Regions from separate parts of the Mus musculus genome. Here all the other regions are linked to region 3. The links are chromatin contacts, called in public Micro-C and promoter capture Hi-C maps. All regions are on one chromosome and are shown on one strand. The core of a region is the stretch at or near the end of the contact, and the rest is flanking DNA. Distances in the headings are between cores, read along the strand shown.

Region 1 (2,700 bases), core at 155-2,654, 1.5 Mb after region 3:
TGGCTCTTGTGGCTTTCCACAATTGACCTGACCTATCTCTAGCCTCTCCCAGTTCCAACCCACCTAGATCACTAAGGGAAAATTTACATTCTTAAAGCAATGCTTTGATTAAGTTCCCCGGTTTCAAAACCATTTATCTCCACCCTCGAGCTTCTGAGTTAAGGCCAAGCTGTTAAAGCCCTGTAATAATCCCGCACACCCAGTATATTCTGACCACCACCACGCTTGTATACAAGGCAACCTGGTACTCTCAGTGTCCCAGGAATGGACAGGTGGCCCTTACTCCCCCACTGATTTGCCTATAGATCAGATGCCTGAAACCACCGTTCCCTCCCTATTCGCTCTGAAAGAACATTCCTGAAGGTGTTCTACTAGGCGCAATGGAAGCCAAGCCCGAGCTCTCTGCCTCGAAATGAAGTGGGTGGGAAAGGGGTGGAGGTGAGGGTGGGGGTGTTGCGATTTGTACCCCTTTCAGGGAAGGTTTGCATCTCCAACTGCCCAGTGAAGCGGGAGGCTTTCCCCCACCAAGACACAGTCCAGCTCTAGGCTCAAGCACTGCAGGAAAAAGGAAAAATCCAAAGCCTGGGAAGATGCCTAGCAAACTCTGGACTTCCAACAAACATCTCTTGATGGTATTGAAAAACATTCAAGATAGTAGACTTTATTCACGTAAGGTTACTGTTCTCCACCAGCCGCCCTTTCTTCTCAAGGCCAGGGACTTTTTCCTTCATCCCCGCCTGCCTCAGGCAAGAAAAAAAAAAAATCAAATACCTTAATTTTGATTAAAATTGGCCTTTGATATATATGAAACAAATTTTCCTGTCTAACTGTGTAAGAAATGAGAAACTTCGTAAATCTCTCTTCCTTAATCCCTATCCAGCATTGAAATTCTGCTTTCTTGAAAAGAACTGACCTGGATCGCTTCTTATTAAAAAAAAAAAAAAAAAAAAAAAAACTTTGTATCTTGTCTGAAGAGTCAAATCACCCCAAAAATCTCCATTCAAGAAAAATGTTTGTTGTGAAATGAGATGTCAGGGTGAACGGTCTACAGACAGAGCAGTTCACAGATACTGAGCCGGTTTAAAAAAAAAAAAGCCACATTGAACCCCCAATTAGACCTTAGTCTAGGGGTGCCAAAAGCGTCTTCGCTACCCCTGTGCTCTCTAAGCTGTTGATTCAGGGGTTTTTCTAGAACAGAAAAAGCCTCCTATCATGGACCGCGCTGTTTGTCACCCTTCCCTTACTAAAGAGTGTACGTGCGATGTTTATCTGAGATCTCTGTCGCGCTTAGTCAGTCATCTAGCTCAGCCACCTACAGGAGCACGTTTCCTTAAATCAGAGACGCGTGGACTCTACAGGAGAACTACACTACCCAGCAGGCCTCGCGCCTTTCGCAGGAAGGACGTCTGCGCACTAAGATACTCAGTTCCAAGTTTGGAGCTTTTAGCTGCCAGCCCTGGCCCATCATGTAGCTGCAGCACAGCCTTCCCTAACGTTGCAACTGGGGGAAAAATCACTTTCTAGACTGTTTTGCAAGGTGTGCAATTCCACCTTGACTCCCTGAAAGTCCATCTGCTGCATCGGTCAAGAGAAACTCCACTTGCATGAAGATTGCACGCCTGCAGCTTGCATCTTTGTTGCAAAACTAGCTACAGAAGAGAAGCAAGGCAAAGTCTTTTGTGCTCCCCTCCCCCATCAAAGGAAAGGGGAAAATGTCTCAGTCGAAAGGTAAGAGACTGTTTGCATTAGTTGCAAAAAATGCAAAGGCTTATGCATGCATTCGTGAATGCATGGATGCAATTTTCGCCCGGCGATTGCATTTTTAAGTTTGAGGTTTGCCACAGCTCAGTTGCATTTCCTGTTTAGTGTGTGTCTTTTTCTTTCTTTCTTCCTTTCTTTTCCTTTTCTTTCCTTTTCTTTTCCTTTTCTTCTCCTTTTCTTTTCTTTCTTTTCTTTTCTTTTTTCTTTTTTTGCAGACACAGAGAGTTCCTGTAAGGCAGGGCTTGCAGTTGAGCTGTGCATTGACATTATTTGCATTCTTCTGCTAGGATTACCGAGCCTTTCTGCCTTTTGCACGGTCAGGAGAGATATAGCAGGTTGGTAGCGTCCAAATGTGCAATGCTTTATATAATAGTACATTTCTTTAGTATGCACGCATATTCACAGTAATTTTGTGTGCAACAGGAATCCAAACTTTCAAAAAGTCTCAGAGGTGAAGATGAAAGGCAAACCTCGCTTTAAACTAGCAGGAAATTTCTGTGATCTTCTATTCTTTGGGGGGAAGGAACCACTGCGGTGGCAGCATTCAGCTTACATTTTTATTGATTTCGCTGTGGACATTAGGCAACTTTTGATTTTTTAAGGGAAGTAAAGGTGAAGTCTGGAGAGCAGTGTATTATTATTATTATTTAAAAAAAAAAGTCTTGCTCTTCCGAGGTTTTATACTTTGTATCAGTTGCTTGCAGAGGGGAAGACCTCAATGTGTTGGCCATTTGGAAGATGCTTTTGTGTGTGGGGGAGGATTTCAGGGGGTGAGCGTGTTTGTGAGCATTAGAGCAAACCTGAGACTTTACTGTCTCATTGGCAACTACAGTGAAATCTTCTAAGTGTGTAACTGCATAGACTTGGTCAGAAGTTCAGGACTATGGTTGCCTTCTTTTTCTTTTTCAAATTTAATTAAAAAAATGTTTTGTAAGGTTG
Region 2 (2,734 bases), core at 69-2,568, 1.1 Mb before region 3:
TCAAGTCTCTGTATACTAGGGGGGTCACAGAGCCCCGCCCTGCCCTAACAGCGACCACGCCCCTCCCAGCCCACTCTTGGTCCGCTGTTGACTCTCCTCTCCCCAGTTTGGTTCCTACGGAGGTCTCTTGCCGACTTCGTGCTGAGGGGCAGTGACCCAGGGCTTGCTGCCTCAGTTACGGGAGACGCGGCGCGGTTCCCCTCTTGTACCCATCGCGCAGAGAGGAGTGAGTCTGTGGTGTCAGGGATCAAGAGAAGGCCGGCCGGCTGGAGCTACCTGGCTCCCCCAGAACCGCTTGGGGCCCAACCTGTACCCCGCCCTTACCCTCTCAGTTGGGGGCTTGGAGTGAGCGCCTAGCTGCCCCGGGGCTCCCCGCCCCCGGCCGGCCCCGCCCCAGGATGGCCAGTTCCCATAGCAATCGCACAGACACCGGTTGCCAAGCAACCCCTCCCCCTCCTCCCGCGTCCGCTTTCCCCCCAACCCTAGACTCCTCCCGCCCCCACGCCAGCCTCCACCTCCCCCAGGGGCGCCGGCGAGGCCCCTGGGGATCGCTCCGCTCTCGGGTTGCGCGCGCGTGCGTGAGTTTCTGTGTGTTTCATTGTGTCTGTGCGCGAGGGGGTGTGCGCGTGCGAGCCGAGAGTTTGTGGGATCGGTGTGTTGGGGAGGTCCCCAGCCTAGAGGGACCCGAGGCTGCTGCGCCCGTGTCCACTCGGGAACCCACCCTCCCAGCTTTAGGTTCTTTGTGTCTCGCGTGGAGCCAGCGCCGCGCCCACCCCTCCCCCGGCCCACTCCCCGGGGCAATGTGTGCGTGTGCATGTGTGCGTGTTATGTGTGTGCGTTGGGGGTAGGGGTCCTACCTTCGATGCAACACACCCGCCACAGTCCCGAATGGGTGAGGTCGCCGCGAGCGCGGCGGGGCGGGGGCCCGTCGTCCATGGTCAGGTTGGTGCCGTTGCAGATGTGCGCGCTGGAGTACAGCCAGTAGTCGGTGCCGATGGCGATGGCCATGAGCGAGAAGGCGGCGAAGGCTCCGGCCGTGGTCAGCAGCATCTGCAGCCCGCGGTCGCATCGCACCATGGTGGGCGCCTCATAGTCCGCCGCCCGCCGGCCCGGCCCGCCGCGCCCGCCCGCCCTCCTCCCTCGGCGCGCGGCTCCGGGGGCTCCAGGGGCTGGGGGGCCGAGGGCCGGGGGGCGGCGCCGCGCTGCGCGCTCCGACCCCGCGCCCCGGGCGTGCCTGCGCTCCGGCTGCGCGGGGCTCAAACTCCGAGGCGCGGCGGCGAGTGAGGGCTGCGCGGGCTACGCGGGCCGCCGGGCGGGCTGGCGGCGGCGGCAGCGGCGGCGGTGGCGGCCGGGGGCTCCTCCCTCTCGGCCCGCCCTCCCCTCCGCTCTTGGCCCGCGCCCTCCGCGCCTCCACCCACCGCCCGCCGCCCGGCGCGCTCTCTCGGCGCCGCCCCTCCGCCTCTGGCCCCGCGCTCGCTCTCCCACGGCCGGGATTTTCCCTCCCCTCTCTCCCCTCCCTGCGCTCACGCGCGCTCTCTTTTCTCTCCCAGGCTTCATTCACATTATCAGAGCGAAGGAAGCCGAGGGAAAGAAAGATTGGTTCCCTGGAAGGACCCCGGGGAAGCTGCGTCTCCAGTCACCTCTCTTTCCAACCCGGGACAGCCAGGATCTCCTTAGTCCCCAGGATTCTGTATCCCATTCTGTGGGATGGAGATTGCGTCCCCTTTCCTTCTTTCCCCACGGCCTTATGGCTGTACCTGGTTATGAAGGTCTAGGCAGGGATGTACTGTGAGACTCCTCGCGTTTCCAAAGGGCCCAGATGTGGGTCACAGACGGGAGACATTCTTTATGGGCCAAGCCAGATGAAGATCACCTCCATTTCAACCGAAGCAAGCCAAGGGGTTCTAGCAGGCACTGGGGAGCTCTGGACTTCTTCGAAGGGGGACTGAGGATGTGACACACTACAGTCACACTTCTGATAGTCCATTGCTGATAGAGGCAGGAACACCAGCAACTACATTGTAGCCTCCAGCTGTTTCTTCTCCCTGTCCTTCTCTGAACCTTTACTTTTTCTCCGGTTGGCTCTTCCTCAGCCTAACCGGCTCTTCCTCACCTCCCCTTAACCTTGTCAGACTCTGCCTCGGGGCCTCTGGCCTCTTCCCTTAATTGCTTTTGGTGCTGGCAGGGTCCCAAGCTGGATACACTCCGAGCTCCTTGGAGCCAGGCTCCTTCCTTGCCACCCAGTTCCCCTCCTCCCCTGCAGGAGGCCTGAAACCCACGGGGGGGGGGGGAACTCAGGCCATTTCTTACACCCTTGTCCCTGTTGCATCCTCGAGGGTTGTTCTGTGGGCTGCTGTTCTGACCCCCTGGGATTGAAAGAGACACATGGAAAGCTGCTGCCCTTGCAATTTTACCTCCCGGGCCACTTTCCCAGCTTTCCTCAGAGAAAATAAATGAATGACCCCAGCCTCAGAGCACTCACTGTTCTTCCTCTCTGGAGAGTGTGAGCTCCCCCCTCGTATATAGCCGTGTGTGGTAGCAATGTGCAAATGTTTGCCCTGGGAAAAATTATCTTTTGCTGGGAGAAGGGAATATAAACAAATAGAAAAAAAAAACCAGAATAATAAAATGTGAGGGCCAGGCTGACTAGCCCAATCAGCGTTGCTGGCCTTTTCCTCTGCCTTTGGGGGGTGTCTGTTCTGCTTTCCAAAGTTTCAAAGGACGAGAGTTATTG
Region 3 (2,700 bases), core at 153-2,652:
GAGGCCTAAGGTGTGTGAGCTCTCTGGCCCTTTGCTGCAGCCCGGGTTCTTTCTCCAGTAGAACATGGGGGACACTTTTCCCTCTTTGGACAGCCATGTTTCTTACCTGTTTCAAAGTCTCCAAAGCGGAATGTTCGCCCTCCCTTCAGAAGGCCAGGCCCTTGCTTCTCTCGGCTTTCCTCTCTTTGGATTACTTTGCCCTGGGCTCCGCTGTTGATATTTTGTTGCTGCTGTTGTGTTACTGCTTTGTCTCTGAGAGATTGAGCCTTAGGTAGCCCAGGCTGGCTTCCATTTTACTAAGTTGGTCTTGGAATTCTCATTCTATTGATTGGCTCTACCTTGGGGTGGCAGCCATGTGTCACCAACTCTGGCTTATGTGGTGCAGGGGTTGGGGCGGAACTGAGCGTTTGTGAAGTAAGAACTCTATCAGGCTACCTACTCACTTCCATTCCCCCCCCCCCCCCCCCCCCGCAAGTTTATCAGCTCATCCACGGGGAAATGCTCTACAACAACAGATGAATGAATAAGTGTTCTGAACTTATGGCATATTTTTTTAAGGCCCGTGCCTTATAAATATTTTGGGGAGAATGTGGAAAGGAATTCGAAGGTGACAGTGGGGTGAATTTTTAATACTTTAACACCGCGTATGTGTGGGAGGCATTCCACGGCTGTTTAATAAGTAACATATGGGATGGTGGCAGCCCTTTGGGAGAGTGTGGTGGGCACGGATTTGTTGGGGAAAGAGGTCCATGAGTGTGCAAGGAAGGTGCTGACTGATGTGTAAGGTTGCAATATTGGGGAACTGAGGTGCGCACCTTGATTCCACTGTGGAGACAAATTCACAACCGCCCATCTTCATCCAAACACAACTGTCCACAAACTATTTCTATATTAGTGCAAATAGATACTGGAGCACAAGTGCACACACACACACACACACACACACACACACACACACACACATACACACACATCATGCCTTCTGAGTCAGAGTACGCCCTAAGAATTGGCCAGCGGATCTAGCTCCTACCAGAAGGCTCTCCAAATTCCCAGGGAAATTTGAAAAAAGGTAGGAACGTGTTTGATTTGATGGAGGGGGGCGGGGGGGGGGCGGGTGCTTTATTGCAGTTCTTGCAATGGCCAGAGAGAAACTGGCATTCTAGAGCTGGAGAGCGCTAGGTAGGCAGGGGGAGGAGACATGAGCAGAGGCTGGAGAACTTGAAACATGAAATCAATCAGAACTCCGGCCGAGAACACCCCGGGGCCGCCAGCAGCCGGCGGGGGGCAGACGAGGGCCAAGGAAGGGTTAACGCGGGAGCTGAGTGTGCCACGGGGGCCGGGCCGGGGCGGGGCAGAGCGGGCGCGCGCTGTCCCTTTAAGGCGGGCGGCGCGCGGGCCGGCCGAGCGCCTCTGTGATTGGCGCGGCGGGATCACTGGCTCCCCGAGCCCGGCCCGGGGGAGTCGGCTGGAGCCGGCTGCGCTTTGATAAGGTCCTGGCAACTCAGTAACAGCCCAAGAACCGGGAAATAAAAATAAGCAGCCGTTCGCGATGGATTTCGGGGCCACCCGGAGGCCGAGGCGTCCGCCTCCCCAAAGGAGAGCTTTGCTGTAAAAGGTGGGGTCGGAGGCTCGGTCCCGTCGCAGCCGTTTCTAAGAAAGCTCCGTGCGGCCGGGGGCGGTTGGCAGCGGGGCGCGGGGCCGCGGGAGGGGGCGACCGGGAGCAGGCCGGGGTAGTAGAGGGGTGCGGATTGCACGGCCCCCCAAAAGGGGCGCTGGAGCGCGCTGGGCTGGCCCGGGTGCGGCTCGCATACCTCCCTTCCAGGACCGTGCGCTCGGCTCGCGCCTTTGAAGTGCACAGTTAAATCCACAGCGCAGTTTTTGTTGGAAGCGCCCGGAGGACATTTGGTGCGCCTAGTGACTGCTGGAAACAGGACCTGGGTTGAAAGCCGGCCGGGCGGGGGCCGGGGGCGGCCGCGGTGGGGGCGGAGGCCCACTCGGATCTTTTGCATAAAAGGGGCAGCGGGGCGCACGATCCCCCCCCCCAAAAAAAACCCGGCGCAGACCTCGGGATCGTTGTTTTCCGTGCACCCCCTCCTCCGCCTCCGCGAGACTCCTCATGTTCCCCACGCCCGGGCGGGCCCGGGGGGGCCCCGGGGCAGCCTCTGCGAGTCCAGCGGGGGACCCGGGCAGGGGCTCTGCCCGCGGCGCCTGCGAGGTCTCCGCAAGGAGTGCGCCAGCGGATCAATGGTGAGTGCCGAGGCCGCGGCGGTCCGGCGGCCGGCGCGCTTTGATGTGCGGGGCGGCGCTTTGAAGTTGGCAGGCCGGCTATTTCGGGGCGCGCTCCGGGCCCGCGCGGAGGGGAAGCGGCGGGCTCGGCGCCCAGCGCTCCGGGGGGTTTGGCCGGGCGGCCCTGCGCGCGGTGAGCTGGAGTCCCCTCCCCTGCGCGGGGTCCGGGGTGGCGGGGGGCCGGTCAGGGAGACTTCTCCAAGTGGCGTTGGGGACGGAGGCGGAGACGGGCAGCTCGCCCTCGGGGGTCGAGTCGCCGTGGGTGTGGATGAGTTGGGGTGTGCGTGTTCATGCGAGTGCTTTTGGAAGGTGGGATGAAAGGGTGGCGGCGCCCCCCGCTTGCCCTCCCCGCCCTTCCACCGCCCCCTCCCACTTCTTTCCCCACTAGTCTCCCCCTCCCATCCGCGGGTCCGC
Region 4 (2,721 bases), core at 52-2,551, 1.4 Mb before region 3:
AACGGACCCTCTCCAGGCCTCCCACATGCCCCCAAGGCGGGACTCTGGTCTGCAGATCCCACCCGCGCGGAATTTGTCCCTGCAAGCCCACCTTGTAAAGAGGACATGGGGACAGTGGCTACCACCACGGCCGGTTACCCCGATACTCCGGCTGCAGAGCATGCTTGGGCTCTTATACTCTGTGCATTTGCTTAATTGGAGGGAGGGGGCGCAACAGCTCCCTGTGACGCATTGTGGTCCCCAGGAATCTGATTCTAGATGTCCCCGAAGAGCTCACCTGGACTCCCCCGCCCCACCCCCACGCCGCCTTTCCTCTGCTGGGGTGACGAGTGGGAACAGCGAATCCCCTGCCTCCTCCCCCTCCAGCCTCCAGGTTTGGGCGCCAGGGTTTCCCCGCCGCACGCAGTGGACCCGCCGGCCGAGTGGTGGCGGCTGGGGACCCGGAGCGGGCGAGGCCGGGCGCGGTGCCTACCTCGTCCACGGTGAGCGGCATGCAGATTCGGTACTCCTTGAGCAGCATGTTCCTGCCGGCCGCAGACCTCGGGAAAGAAGGGGGCGTCCCAACAGATGAGCAAGGCTGGAGCCCAGAGGAGGGCAAAGACGCTGGGAACCGGCAAGCGAAGCAGCCCCGGTGGTGCGCTCAGCTCCTAACTGCCTCCGGTCCGCCCCGGAGCATGTCAAGCTTCGGGTCCCGGTGTCTGTGACTCCCCCGCCTCCTTCCTCGCAGAGATCAGCCCTCTCGGTATTGCAAAGTCAGGCACTGAGGGAGGGAGACCCGCGGGAGACAGCTCGGATCAGCAGCCCCGGGCTGGTAGGCGCGGCCACCAGATCAGGACATGCCCGGCGGCGGGCAAGAGAGGCAAAAGGAGGAGGAAAAGGGATTTCCACAAATTCAAACAAACGCACAAAAGTCTCCTCTGGATCCTCCTCCGAAAGCAGAGCTGAACCTGGCGAGCCCCCTTTTTCTCCTACCCGTCTACCGTGGGTTAATGTCACCAGGAACACATTGCCGCGGGAGCAGGCGATGCTGACTTTCCAAACAAAGGCTCGATGGGCTCCTCTCCCCGGGCGGTAAACAAGATTTCCTGCTCTTTTTTAGGGCCAGTCCCCGAGTCTCTCCGGAGCTCAGCTGAGAGAGAAAAGGGAAGCCGCAGCCGCCAAGGCTCTGCCCTGCTCTGGGCCCCGGGTGTCTTCAACCTAGGCGGTTGGCTGCCAGCGGCTTGCGCGCGTCCCCTCCCCCGAGTCCCTCGGCTCTGAGAGCGCCGTGCGTGCCCGTGAGTTTGCAGCCACCTCGCCGCGACTGGAGAGTCCGCGCCGAGCTGCAGTGTGCCTGGGGCAGGGAGGTGGGTGCGGGAGGAGCGAGAGCGACGAGGCTGACATCAGCAGCGGCCGCGGCGGGGAGGGTAGCCCCATCCGGCCAATGGGGAAATGGCAAAGAATGTGGAGGATTTAAACAAAACAGCATGTCTCTCCCGTCTGCTGCCAGACGCCAGGGCTGTCCCAGAACCTAGAACAGCTAACGCAAAGAGAACAGAGAATCGCAAAGAAGCTATCCTGGACTCTTACAACGTTGGATCTGTTTTCAAATGTAACCTGGGTGCCATAGGGCTCTCTACTTAGTCGCTTTGGAAACCGTTTCCAAAGTGCACTAGTGCCCCTTGACTTTGGGGCTGGGGGCGTGTTTACAAATGCTCACAGCGAACATTTTTTTCTCTCTGATGGAGTAAGCAAGGCCGGAGCAAGAGAAATGATGGTTTTAGAATGGGTTTTTCTAACATGCTCTCAAGGCGGAGTTCTGCAGCAGTGTTGGTGAAAACAGAGTAAAAATGCGTGCGCGCTCGCAACCACACACACACACACACACACACACAGAGAGAGAGAGAGAGAGAGAGAGAGAGAGAGAGAAGCATTGCCTGCTACCTCTTTCTCCCTGGCTCTCTGCAATCCCAACTGCAGGCTTCCCAGAGCAGAAAGAATAGGTTTTCGTGTCAGCACTCCTAAGTTCAAAAAGTCACAGTGAAATGTCAATAAAAATGCCCGGGGTGTTGGTATTTCATCCATATTAAACAGATCTCTCATTTTAACCACAAGAAGCACATTCTTTAGTTACTCAGGAAGCAGCATGTAACTGCTGAAGTCTGGTTTTCATTTGTCTGGCATTCGGTTTTGGTTTGTTTTTTTTTTTTTTTTTTTTTTTTTTTAGCTTGTTTTCCTAAAAATGGAGGAAAAAAGTGCATCCACTGCCTATAGGAGGATAATGTGTAAACATCACTGGCTCTCAAACATAGATGCATATGTTCACACAAACGTGTGTGTGTGTGTGTGTGTGTGTGTGCATTTGTGAGTTCTGGAGACCCACATTCACCCATAGAGCTTGCATTGGGCAATGCAGACTCTGCAGGCCTCAATGGTATAGTATGTTAAAATGATGCTCAATAAGTCACTAATCAACATAATGAGGGTGGGCTCTGGCTAATGTTGTCCAGATGACCCAAGTTTAGAGCTCAGGGAACATGATCCAGCCTGCTAGGAAAATGACACCCTAAACATAGCTTATATTCTGGTAAAGAAAGAAAGAAAGAAAGAAAGAAAGAAAGAAAGAAAGAAAGAAAGAGAGACAAAGAAAGAAAACTATTTTCTAGATAAATGCTTCCCAAAGTTGGCTCTGAAATATTTACAGCAGCTAATTAAAGGTAAACCAAACACCCTGAGAAATTTTGT
Region 5 (2,880 bases), core at 206-2,705, 1.8 Mb before region 3:
ACAGTTACCAAACTAGCTAACTAGGGTGTAGGAAAGGGAGAACGTCTAGGTGTGGTACCACCATCGAAATTCTCTTTTAAGGAACAGATAATTTTTCTTTTAAATCTAAAACAAAACGTATTAGACATGCAACGGTTTGCAAAGCAGGAGGCTTCTTTCATCGCAAAATAAATAAATAAAATACTCGTACCAAAACAAGGGGAGAAAGACGAACTCAATGGATACTTGTGTGCCAAAGTTTCAATCCTGCCTGGTGGAGCCACCGCACTTGGCACAAATTTTGAAGGGGATAAAGAGGGAGGGGGGAGAAGAGCGAACGAGTCTGTGGCCTGCAAACTGCAACAATGCAATCTCCATTTTGAACAATGCGCCTCTTTCCTCTTGCAAATCTAGTTTTGTTTTTGTCTTTTTTTTCTTTTTTTTTTTTTTTTTTTGTCACTAGACGCGCCGTGGCCTCCGCGTGGGGGACAGGCCGGGAAGGGGGGGGGGAGCTAGGAAGCAGGATGCACTGCACTGGAGAGGGAGCAAGCCAGGGGGAGGGAGGAGGTGGGGAAGGAGTCTCCCGGCGGCCTGGGTGGTTACCTGGAGTGCTGCTGTATGTACTATGGCTCCTGAAGCTGCTTTCCGTGCAGTAACTAGCGTCGTCGTCGTCGTCTTCCATCTCCTCCGGATAATCGGAGTCATCGTCGTCTTCTTCCATGTCATCTTCCTCCTCGTCCTCGGAATCCTGGGTCTCCTCGGCGTCGCCATCCTCCTCCTCCTCCTCGTCCTCCTCCGAGACCATGTCCTCCTCCTCGTCGTCGTCGTCACTCTCGTGGTCATCGTACACCACTTTGTTGACGGCGCGGCGGGCCGGGGTGGTCCGGGCCAGGTGGCCGCCCCCGCCCCCCGTCCTGCCGCCCCCGCCTCCTCGGCCCCCCCGGCCCGGGCCGCTGGCGCTGCTGCCGGAGGCCGGCGGTGGCGGTGGCGGCTGTTTCCTGCGGCCGCCCCCCCTGGGCGAGCTCAACCGGGTCTTGGGCGCCACCTCAGCCTGGGCGGCGGCCCACCTGCCCCGACTGCTGCCGCGGTGCCGCGAGCGCAGCCCCCCTATGGGTCCGGAGGCGGGCGGCGGCGGCGGCGGCGGTGGCGGCGGCGGTGGTGGCGGCGGCGGCGGCGGCGGCGGGGCCGGGGCGCAGCGCTCCGCAGCAGGAGCCGCGGGCTGCTTGGGCGGCCTGCCCCGCCGGCCCCTCATGTCGGAGCCGCGGCTTGCGGGGGGGTGGGGGGGGAGCGGAAGGGGTGGGGGAGGGGCGCGGGGGGCGCCGGGGCCGAGGGGGAGGGGAGGGCGCCGGGGTCCGGGCGGGAGGGGCGCGGCCCGGCAGCGGCGGGGTGGAGGGAGAAGGCTCAGTCCGAATTGCCGGGGCCCCGCTCCGGATCGCCTGCAGCCGCCATCTTGTTTCTTCCCTCTCGCTCGGTGACTGGGGGAACCGACAGCGGCCGCAGGCCCGGAGCGCGGTCACGTGAGCTGCGCCGCCCGACGAGCCTGGGACAGAGCGAGGCGGCGCGGCGGCCGCTAGGGGGAGCGCGGGAGCGGCGCGGCGGGGGCGGGGAGGCCCCGGAGCGCCCCTGCGCGGCTGCACGGCGGCGGCGCAGGAGCGAGATGGGTAGCGTGGGGTGTCCCCCCAGGCTGGGGTCTCCTCCTGGGAGACCACCTCCCCCTCAGCTGAGGTCTTAGGGAGACCTCAATGCGTGTCTCCCAAACCGGGGCCGGAAAACAGGGAATTTTCCTCCCAAGTCGCCGGTCCTTTTGGGAAACTAATGCAAAAAAAGGGGAGAGGGGCGTCTCGCGTAGAGGCACGACTTACAGACTGGGGGCAGTCACTACGCAAAGCCACCCACGCAGGTACAGGAGCTGGAGCTAAGTCAGTCCCAATAGAGAGCTCCCAAAGGCTTGGATCTAGAGGGTCCTGAAGTTGTTCCAGGAATGCACGCTGGGAGCCACACCCCCAGCGTGGTTTCACTGACTTTCCTGAGTTCCCACCCTCAGAGCCCGGGGTTAAATTCCAGAGCGTGGTTCCTAGCGGCCTCCAGGCACCTTTCTCTCTTCCCAGCTACGAACTTCCACACCTCAGCCAGAACTTAAGGATAGGAAGGATGGCGTCCTGTCTAGAATTGGCTTCACAAAGTTATGTGTTTGTGTTACCTGGAAATAATGTCTACCTGACAAATTACCAGTCTTGGTTTGACCTAGGGTGCTAGTCACTAAAGTGAAATCGCAGGCACATGCACCAAATGTTGCTAAATTGAGGTGGCTCAACACAGGGTCCTCGGGGTGGACTCTGGAAAGAAAAGAAAGGTTTAAGGAACCTATATGAGTGATTATTAATAGATGTGAGAACAGAAAAAGTAATTTGAAGAAAAATCGTTAATAGGATTCAGCCCACTAACTAACTGACTTATTACAATATAGTTCGGTGAATAGAAATGAAGTGAAAATTACTAATTGCCAACTAAGTTATTATGTATTCACTTTGGTTGATCTCTGAGAGTGGTAAACTTACCCACAGGGACCTCATAAGACACCAAAGGAAAGAAAGTAAGCCACAAGAGTTCTTGGGTAAACAAAGGCTGCAGCTATAGCAATGCAGGCCCAAATAAGCAGATCTTCTGATATTCCTTGGTGATAGTGGGTGTTTTATTTTGTTTTATTAGGGCAAGGTCTCGCTGTAAGGCCCTGGATAGCCTGGAAATCACTATGTAGACCAGGCTGCCCTCCAGCTCCTAGTAGAGATCCACCAGCCTCTGCTGGGAGCAAAGGTATATGGCACCACACCCTGCAGTGGTGGGTTTTGCCAGACTCTCACTATGAACTCCAAGCTGCTGTCAAACTTGTGAACCTCCTGC

What was found. Promoter capture Hi-C pulls out the DNA fragments that hold promoters and counts their contacts. Hi-C and Micro-C count contacts between places; a contact is called where the count stands out from the background.
Region 1: a contact with region 3 is called in a promoter capture Hi-C map of embryonic stem cells, with 6 times the contacts expected there. The contact joins the promoter of Map2k6 here to the promoter of Axin2 in region 3. A contact is called at or near these places in 1 of 39 promoter capture datasets (embryonic stem cells) and 2 of 115 datasets of contacts at active chromatin or transcription factors (embryonic stem cells and pancreatic cancer cells).
Region 2: a contact with region 3 is called in a Micro-C map of embryonic stem cells, with 2.9 times the contacts expected there. The contact joins the promoter of Cacng4 here to the promoter of Axin2 in region 3. A contact is called at or near these places in 2 of 39 promoter capture datasets (both in embryonic stem cells), 3 of 484 Hi-C or Micro-C datasets (all in embryonic stem cells) and 5 of 115 datasets of contacts at active chromatin or transcription factors (astrocytes, embryonic stem cells, forebrain and 1 more).
Region 4: a contact with region 3 is called in a promoter capture Hi-C map of embryonic stem cells, with 7 times the contacts expected there. The contact joins the promoter of Pitpnc1 here to the promoter of Axin2 in region 3. A contact is called at or near these places in 2 of 39 promoter capture datasets (cranial neural crest and embryonic stem cells) and 1 of 115 datasets of contacts at active chromatin or transcription factors (astrocytes).
Region 5: a contact with region 3 is called in a promoter capture Hi-C map of embryonic stem cells, with 6 times the contacts expected there. The contact joins the promoter of Bptf here to the promoter of Axin2 in region 3. A contact is called at or near these places in 1 of 39 promoter capture datasets (embryonic stem cells) and 1 of 115 datasets of contacts at active chromatin or transcription factors (astrocytes).

The regions. Positions count from the first base shown.
Region 1 is chr11:110,397,698-110,400,397 of GRCm38.p6, forward strand. Map2k6 (mitogen-activated protein kinase kinase 6) reads left to right here and starts at 1,405. Exons shown (of 12, transcript NM_011943.3): 1 at 1,405-1,728. The coding sequence starts at 1,713.
Region 2 is chr11:107,793,388-107,796,121 of GRCm38.p6, forward strand. Cacng4 (calcium channel, voltage-dependent, gamma subunit 4) reads right to left here and starts at 1,319. Exons shown (of 4, transcript NM_019431.4): 1 at 858-1,319. The coding sequence starts at 1,077. It overlaps Gm11650 (predicted gene 11650), which reads left to right and starts at 485. Exons shown (of 2, transcript NR_165828.1): 1 at 485-578; 2 at 1,551-2,466.
Region 3 is chr11:108,918,947-108,921,646 of GRCm38.p6, forward strand. Axin2 (axin 2) reads left to right here and starts at 1,403. Exons shown (of 11, transcript NM_015732.4): 1 at 1,403-1,615.
Region 4 is chr11:107,469,419-107,472,139 of GRCm38.p6, forward strand. Pitpnc1 (phosphatidylinositol transfer protein, cytoplasmic 1) reads right to left here and starts at 1,302. Exons shown (of 9, transcript NM_001359616.1): 1 at 473-1,302. The coding sequence starts at 520.
Region 5 is chr11:107,130,692-107,133,571 of GRCm38.p6, forward strand. Bptf (bromodomain PHD finger transcription factor) reads right to left here and starts at 1,456. Exons shown (of 28, transcript NM_176850.3): 1 at 583-1,456. The coding sequence starts at 1,231.